Linked DNA regions of Mus musculus: region 2 is linked to region 1. The links are chromatin contacts, called in public HiChIP or PLAC-seq maps. All regions are on one chromosome and are shown on one strand. The core of a region is the stretch at or near the end of the contact, and the rest is flanking DNA. Distances in the headings are between cores, read along the strand shown. Region 1 has its middle 37 kb from the start of Gm32219. Region 2 has its middle 6.7 kb from the start of Gm51973.

Region 1 (3,844 bases), core at 562-3,061:
AAAATAGTGTCTCACTCTATATAGCTTTGACTGACCTGGAACTCACTTTGCTAATCAGGCTGATCTTGAACTCACAGAAATCCAACTATCTCTGCCTCCCATGTGCTTGGATTAAAGGCGTATACCACGCACCACACGTGGCTTTTGCTGGAGTTTTAAGTTTTCTAAAAACTTGGCCACCCTGGAGGGTGAGCTAGAGATGTCTGAGAGAATGACAGTACAACCGTGTCCCTCTACCTTCATCTTTTCTCTCAGGATATAAAAACACGGGGTTGAGAGTCAGAGTACCCCCGTGGGCCTGCTGACACAAGGGTCTAGAGGCACTGGGGCCTATAAAGCCAGTGAGGGCTGAAAGGAGGGAGGGAGGCAGTCGGAGAGCCACCGGGGACCCATGCATCTGAAAGGGAGGGAGAGACAATAATGTCTACCAGCTGCAGTCTCAGCTGCCTCCCCTAACGATACCACTGAGGACCAGGAGCAAAGTGGTCAGAGACCCCGTGTGGTTTTGAGGGCTCTTTCCTCCTAAATCCTCATCGCTAGGGACAGAGCTGGTAATAAAACTGTAGATTACGCAAATTTCCCCCAAGGGGCAGATTTGAACTCTGTTAGCAAGAAGGCTCTCCCCCGACCTATCTGTCTCCCTGGACTGTGGAGGGGCTAGTGAGCAAGAGCAGATCTAGGCAAGTTTGGAGCTCTGGGGTGAATTTGTTACACCCTGATACTTGTCTACCCTTACACTTCATAGGGCACACACTCCATTCAGGAGACACAGAACCTTTAAAAGTGTGAGACTCGGATGGGATCTCCTACCCCAACCCTACGGCCTTCCCGCTGGGCACTGAATGAAATACCAGCATTTCTCCGTGTCCAAGGACCTGCGTCTGCTCTTGCCTTCCCGTTGCCTCTAGCGCACCCCTTTCTATCTGGTAGATCATGCTGTGCCACGACCTCAATAGTCCTCCCTGCCTGCCAAGCCCCCCCTCAGCCTTCCATGGCTCCAGATTAGTAGCTTCATAAGTATCCCCCACCCCTTCCCCGCCCCTGCTCTGAACTTTGTTCTACTCTGCGACACTGCTGCTTTAGACCCCTTCCCCCCCCCCCCCCCCCACACACACACACAGACTGAGATGTCTGTATGCTGTTTCCTTCTCCCGCATTTCTGCTCCGGTGCTCTGAGACGCTTTAAGCTGCATGGAATTAGCTTAGTGAGGCTTAGTTAGCATCCAGGTCTCTGGAGGCACAAGCTAAAGCAGGGGTTCTCAACTTGGGGGTCACCATCCCTTTGGCAAACCTCTATCTCCAAAAATATTTACATTGCAATTCATATCAGTAGCAAAATCACAACTATGAAGTAGCAGTGGAAATAATTTTATGGTTGGAGTGGGGAGGGCAGTCACCACAACATGAGGAATTGTATTAAAGGGTCGTAGCATTAGGAAGGTTGAGAACCATTGGGCTAAGGGTCAGGTCAGGAGTCTACACCTCATAAAATTTCTGTGGGTACACCCAGGGTGAAGCCAGCCTGAGATCTGCTGGACCAGCAGGCAGAGGACAGACTGTTTAGCTCCATAAACTGAGGGAATTAATTGTGTTGTTTTAGATTTCTCAAACAATTAGCACAGAGCTAATGATTCAAACACATTTTAATGTCTGAATCTATAGCTATTGGCTCTCCTGCCTTTGGAAGCATTTCTCAGGAGCAGTTGGAGTCTTCAAATTTTCCATTTGAATGCTATTATGAGCTTCAGTTTATAAAGGAATCAAAACTGAACAGGCTTGCAAGCATCTCTCAGTGCAGCGGCACAGCGGCCTCCCTCCTCATCTAAGCCGTATAACTCCACAGTCTACTGCAGAAAGCTATCCCTGCTTTAATGAGATCCCCACTGGATCCCAGAGACATTTGCTTGGTTTCCTCTCCTTTCTCTCAGTACTCCTGGGCCTTATTTCTGTGAAGAGCCATGTCATCAACAAGATTAGCATTTCTGGATAAGCCATGTCTGTCCTCAGGAACCTTCTTCTGCTCATTTAGTCTCTCATTGCTGCTTGTAAAATGGCAGGCAAGCATCTGCGAGCCAGGCAGAGAGAGGCACTTTCTGGCCCTCATCATGTGCTCATCAAGTTAAGCAAATAACTCCATGATAGATAGTTCCTTCCAGGTTACACTGTGGAGATTGCATACATGTGTGCGTGCATGTGTGTGTGTCTGTGTATTGGTGCATGCATGAATATGTGTGTGTGTGTGAGGGGGTAGGCCAGAGGACGTCAGCTTTCATTCCTCAGGCGCTGTCCGCCTTCTTCTTTTGAGATAGGATCTCTTACTTCCTTGGAGTTTGTCACGTAGGATAGATAGACTGGCTAGTCAGAGAGCCCCAGGCATCTGCCTGTCTCCATTTTCTTCTTTAATGCTAGGGTTATAAGTACATGCCACCACATCCAACTTTTTTTTCTTAGTGTAGATTCTAGGGGGATGGATCTCAGTTCTTAATGTTTGTAACACAGATTTTAGTAGGGCATAATTTACCCACAGTGAACTATATCCATTTAGGTGAAGGCAGTTTGGTCACCAGTAAGATTTTACTAATGTCTGCAATATGTTTCCTCATGCCTACAGGGGCTAGCCTCTCATCCCTGGCCCCAGGCAACAAGGATCTGCTTTCTGTCCCTACACATCAATTTGCACTATCTAGAATTGCAAACAAATGGTGATATATAATGATTTTGTATCCAATTTCTTTTGTTCATCATAACATTTTTAATGTAAATTCTTTTCATCTTATCCTAACCTTTTGTTTTCTTACCATCTTAGTTTCTTTTCCTGGGGCTGTCATTAAATGCCCTGACAAAAGCAACTTAAAGGAGAAAAGGTTCATTCTGGCTCACAGTTCAAGGGTACAGTTCATCCCAGCATGGGAGTCAAGGACCCAGAGCCTGAAGTAGCTGCTCACATCAGACTCACTATGGTATCCACTATGGTTCCCACCATCAGGAAACAGAGGAATGTATGAACAGAGAGTGAAGAAACGGTCAGCTCCTTTCCTCCATGTATATAGTACAGGATCCTATGCAGGGAATGGTGCCGCCCACAGTAGGCAAACCTTCCCATTCAGTGAACACAGTCAAGATGAAGTACCACGGAGCACGTCTAGAGGTTCATCTCTCAGGTGATTCTACATTCTGTCAAGTGGAAGGTTAACACTAGCCATTAGGTAATCTTCCCAGTATCATCACCACCATCAGCTCTCTTAAATCTGAAGATTTAAGCTGTGCTCATAGTTCCATCCCTTCTGTCAATATGCATGCATAGACATATAAGAGACCCTGGGTGGTTCGGTCTGCTGAGATCATATTTGCAGTACACAAAATAGGACAGAGCAGGGTGGAAGAATGGATTTGGAAGGGCTAAAGGAGAATATTCAAGAGCAATAGGTAAGCATTCCTGTAAATCAGAAAACCCAGAAACTCCCAAGGGGTCTGTCAATGATAACATCATTTCAACGGTGTGACACGTGCATACACACATATGATATCCACAGTTGTCGTAGTTAGGGTTTTACTGCTATGAACAGACACCATGACCAATGTTAACTCTTGTTAACATTTAATTGGGAGCTGGCCTACAGGTTCAGAGGTTCAGTCTACTATCATCAAGGTGGGAGTGTGGCAGCATTCAGGCAGGCATGGTGCAGGAGGAGCTGAGAGTTCTACATCTTCTTCTGAAGGCTGCTAGGACAAGACTGGTGGCCCTGAAGAAGGTCTCCAAGCCTACCCCCACAGTGACACCCTTCCTTCACAAAGCCACACCTACCCCAACAAGGCCAAACCTCCTAGTATTAGATGCCACTAC
Region 2 (4,029 bases), core at 42-2,541, 250 kb after region 1:
GGAGGGAGGGAAGGAAGGAAGAAGGGAGGGAGAGAGAGAGAGCAAGCAATCAACCCTGCTGGAAAGTGCTAGCATGTGCCTTTAAGAGATAGGCAAGTCTGTGAGTTCTAGGCCAGTCTGATCTACAAAGCCAGTTCCAGGATACCTAGGCCTACACAGAGAAACCCAATCTCAAAAACAACAGCAACAACACACACACACAAACAAACAAAAAACCCAATTAATTAATTAAAGTTTTTAAAAAGCTACCTTTGCTGAAAGTTCAAGAACACACCATCTGAGTGAGTTCTCTCCATCAGCCTTCACATCTGCTCTAAATAGCACAAGTGGATGCTCCCTCCCCAACACACACACCGTACAGTTTGGTTCCTTCTTCAGTTGTACTCTGGGTACATTCAAAATTAGATAATAAATCTCCAGACCCTTTAAAACACCCTTGGTTTAAAGACCATAATTTTTAGATGCATGTGCATTTTATACTTTTAAAATACAACGCAAGCATGCTGCTTTTATTTTATGGCAGACCAATTTGACCTTTAAAAAAAAAAATCACAGTACACGGCCTAAAAAACAAAAAAACAAAAAACAACAACAACAACAAAAAACAATCTCTCCTGGCCATAGAAACAAGGTTCCACCATTCCACCGGTCAATCACAAAGGCTGCCAAGAATAGATATACTGCTTCGGTTTTAGTCCTTGGGGTGGCTTATGTTTGAATTTCTTTAAAGATTCAATTGCCTGTGTGACATCATTTTAGAATATGGCTTAACTTGGTTAACTAAGTCTAGACACAGCCTAAGGGCAGGAGTAAGGAAAAAGGCAACCTCTACCTTATCTGTCCGTATGCAATGTCTTTGTGAAAGAGGGCTGTGAATATAAAGGTGGCTTTGTCTGCTCGGGCATCCTGGCCTTCTTGGGCTGCCTTCCGGAGGGGCCCACCTGACTCCAGCTTCCCCTGCAGGTGCTCTGCCCAGGCCCTGGAATTTCCTTCTGCGAGCCTCCTGGGGCTAGGCCCTTTAAGAACAGGCTAGATTCCTTCCTGGGCTTGCTGGGTGCGTAGCAAGCTGTTTCCACTCTGAGTTTTGAGGAACTTTAAGCCTTCTGCTCAGAAAATGTTTTCTTTGCGAAGCCCTCTGAGATTATTTTTTCCTCTCCATCACATCGGCAGGAACACAAAGCAGCCTCATGATTTCTTAATGGGATTCAGCTGCCCAAACTGCAGCGCTTCAGCGGTACTTTAGAATCAGCTCCGTCTTTGCCTCATTTTTCATTTCCAGATGCCTAGAACGCTGGTCTCCCCTGCCCATCCCCCACTCCTCTCCCTCCCTACAACCAGCATGGACTCCTCCTGCACATGCCCTGTCCTGCATCTTCACAAACCAGTCAGTAAATGTTTCCAAGGGCAGCAAAAGCCACCTTGATTTAGACAGTCTGGGTATTGGGGCACATTCTCTAAGGAGACCAACATAGAGCAAAGACCCGTGTCAGCACCGGCTTCTGGCAGCCACTGATTGTGGTCCTGAGCCAGAGTGAGACAGTCCATCCTGGGCCTGTAGTCTGCGGGGAGGAGGGGGTTGCTGGGGAGGCTGGGCTGAGATAGAGGGAGTCACAACAGTTTAAAAACCAGAGCAGAGATCAGGACCTCCCTACCCAGTCAACCAGCACACAGAAAGAGGATCTGGGAATGAGGAACGCAGAAGTGAAGGCACTAGGCACCTGGAAACACAAAACAAGACATGAGATCATCAAAGAAGGTTCTAGAATCATCACTCCCCTGCTTCTGAGTTGCTCCAAATGCTGTAGCCCAGACAGGCAGCCTTGTATGAATGGGAAGGGAAGGACCTGGGCTGGGATCTCATGCTTGTATCTCTCAGATGCCCTAGGATAGTGGTTCTCAACCTTCCTAGTGCTGCGACCCTTTAATACAGTCCCTCATGCTGTGGTGACCCCTCCCCCCAACCATAAAATTGGTTTTGTTGCTACTTCATAACTGTAACTTTGCTACTGTTATGAATCGTAATGTAAATCTCTGCGTTTTCCCAGGGCCTTTGGCGACCCCTGTGAAAGAGTCCTTTAACCCATAAAGGTATCAAGACCCACAGGGTAAGAAACACTGCCCTAAGAGAGCAGGAGACAGTAGAGAAGTCTGGAGAAGCTTCCAGGAGACATTGAGTGTAATGTGGTTGGCTGTGGAACTGCATGCTGACTGAAAACTCCTCAGGCTTATTTCAAGCAAGCCCTGTCCTTTCTCTTAAGTCAGAATGCTTTAAAAAATAATAATGTTTTTTTTAAATTCTAGGGCTAGAGAGATAGCTTAATGACTATGAATACTGTCTGTTCTTCCAAAGAACCCAGGTTCAATTCCCAGCACCCATATGGCAGTTCAAAATGGTTTATAACTCCAACTCCAGGGGATCCAATACCTTCATACAGAGAGAAACGTGCAAGCAAAACACCAATGCACACAAAGTAAGAATAAATAAATCATTTAAAAGAAGTGTATCATAGAATACATATAAGACCTTCCTTTGGCGATAGAACTCCCATTTAGGTCCCCATGAGTGAACACCTCATGACCTTTATCTCTTGTTTGTCCCTTTTGTCCTTCAGTGACTCTGTTCCCACCATCTGCTGAGCCCTCCCTGCCTTCCAAGGCCCTGAAAGATCAGGTACCTAGGCTCTGGGGATGAGATTGTCCCAATGGCAAATCAGGCCATCTTGGGTGGTATGCCGTGCAAATGTTCAGAAGGCAGGACCATGTCCCCACTTCATCTTTCTCTGACCAGGGAAGTTCTTTCCTCTCCAGAAGCTCTCACTCCCACTCCAGTGGGATATTAGAATATTGTAGTAGATATTATTCGGGGTCTCTACTCCACCTTAGATCATTAGACACACACACACATACACACACACAGAGTCTTTATAATAATAATAAGCCGTAAAGCACTAGAGCCGGGCAGGTATCAACCTTCTATGCTGTTTTGTCTACTTCCCTGTCAAAATCCAAGATGTCTTTTGGCATGTTCTTCCTGAGCCTTTTCTATTCCATCAGATCGGGCCTCATGGCCACACGCTCATGATCCACCGGCTCCATGTCAGCTTCCTCTTCCTCTCTTGTTTCTCATCTTCTCTCCTTCTCCTCAAGACCCTTAACATGGCCACCCTCCCCACCTCCAGCCTGATAACTCAAACTCCACCTCTCTCTATTCCCCCCAGTAATTGACTATCACCAGTTTTATTCAGCCAATAGTTTTAAATTGGGGGCAAGGTTTACCCAACAACAGCTGGTATATGGTGAGAATCTACTCATTTGTCTTGGAGCAACCAGATGTTGGGGTACAGAATTTAGCCTTTAAATATAAGCAGCACCAGACCAACCTGGAGGCTCTCATACCCAGTGCTGTGAGATGTTAGAGGAAGCAGAAACAGTGATGGAGAGAAGGGCCTGTAGGTTGTACGACATTATCCCAGACAAAGGGCAGTCCCATGTACAACACGGAACCTTGGCTCACAGCAAGGCAGGGCTGAGGCTCCTCCATGCTCATTCAGCTTGTGTAGTCCCTGAAGAAACACTCCTAGCTGATGCTAAGCACAGGTTCTGCCAGAGCCTTTCTATCTCCTGTGGCATGCAGGAGGTGCAGACAGGTACCAGGAACTGATCCCTCCCCGAAGGCACAAAGGAAAATAGACATTGCAGCCAACAGGGCTACAGGCACTGTTTAGAAGAAACATCTTGGATAGCAGAGATTAAAACCAATCCAACTGTAGAAAACAGAAAGCTCCATCCCTATCCCCATGGCACAAAAAGCCCTGGTTAACACCTTCACCACAGTTCTTGCCCTTTGAAATTTCCCCTCAGCCATGTTTTCTCTTCAAGTGGTTGTCTTGTCCACCAGCAGTTATTGTGACTGACCATAACCATCGAACTCACCTAGGTTAGGGCAAGTTCAACTGAGGCTCAGTGGTATTGATGCCTATCAGAAAAGTCCCAAGTCCTTGAGTAAGCAAAAAATTCTTCCTTAAGAAA

Evidence for each region. HiChIP or PLAC-seq counts read pairs in DNA pulled down with a chosen protein or histone mark.
Region 2: a contact with region 1 is called in an H3K27ac HiChIP or PLAC-seq map of SST interneurons, with 6 times the contacts expected there. The contact joins two enhancer-like sites. A contact is called at or near these places in 2 of 15 datasets of contacts at CTCF or cohesin (the NIH/3T3 cell line and pro-B cells), 15 of 484 Hi-C or Micro-C datasets (the AML12 cell line, B cells, the BV-2 cell line and 11 more), 5 of 115 datasets of contacts at active chromatin or transcription factors (SST interneurons, bone marrow-derived dendritic cells, embryonic stem cells and 2 more) and 1 of 9 other capture datasets (embryonic stem cells).

The regions. Positions count from the first base shown.
Region 1 is chr12:70,496,475-70,500,318 of GRCm38.p6, forward strand. No RefSeq gene overlaps it. Among named protein-coding and RNA genes, the nearest start is that of Gm32219, 37 kb to the right of the region's middle. Within about 2 kb of position 1,812, at least 11 of the 459 cell types and tissues checked have an H3K27ac peak or open chromatin away from gene starts, as enhancers often do. A contact at or near this core is called in SST interneurons, where this site is marked.
Region 2 is chr12:70,751,475-70,755,503 of GRCm38.p6, forward strand. No RefSeq gene overlaps it. Among named protein-coding and RNA genes, the nearest start is that of Gm51973, 6.7 kb to the left of the region's middle. Within about 2 kb of position 1,292, at least 79 of the 459 cell types and tissues checked have an H3K27ac peak or open chromatin away from gene starts, as enhancers often do. A contact at or near this core is called in SST interneurons, where this site is marked.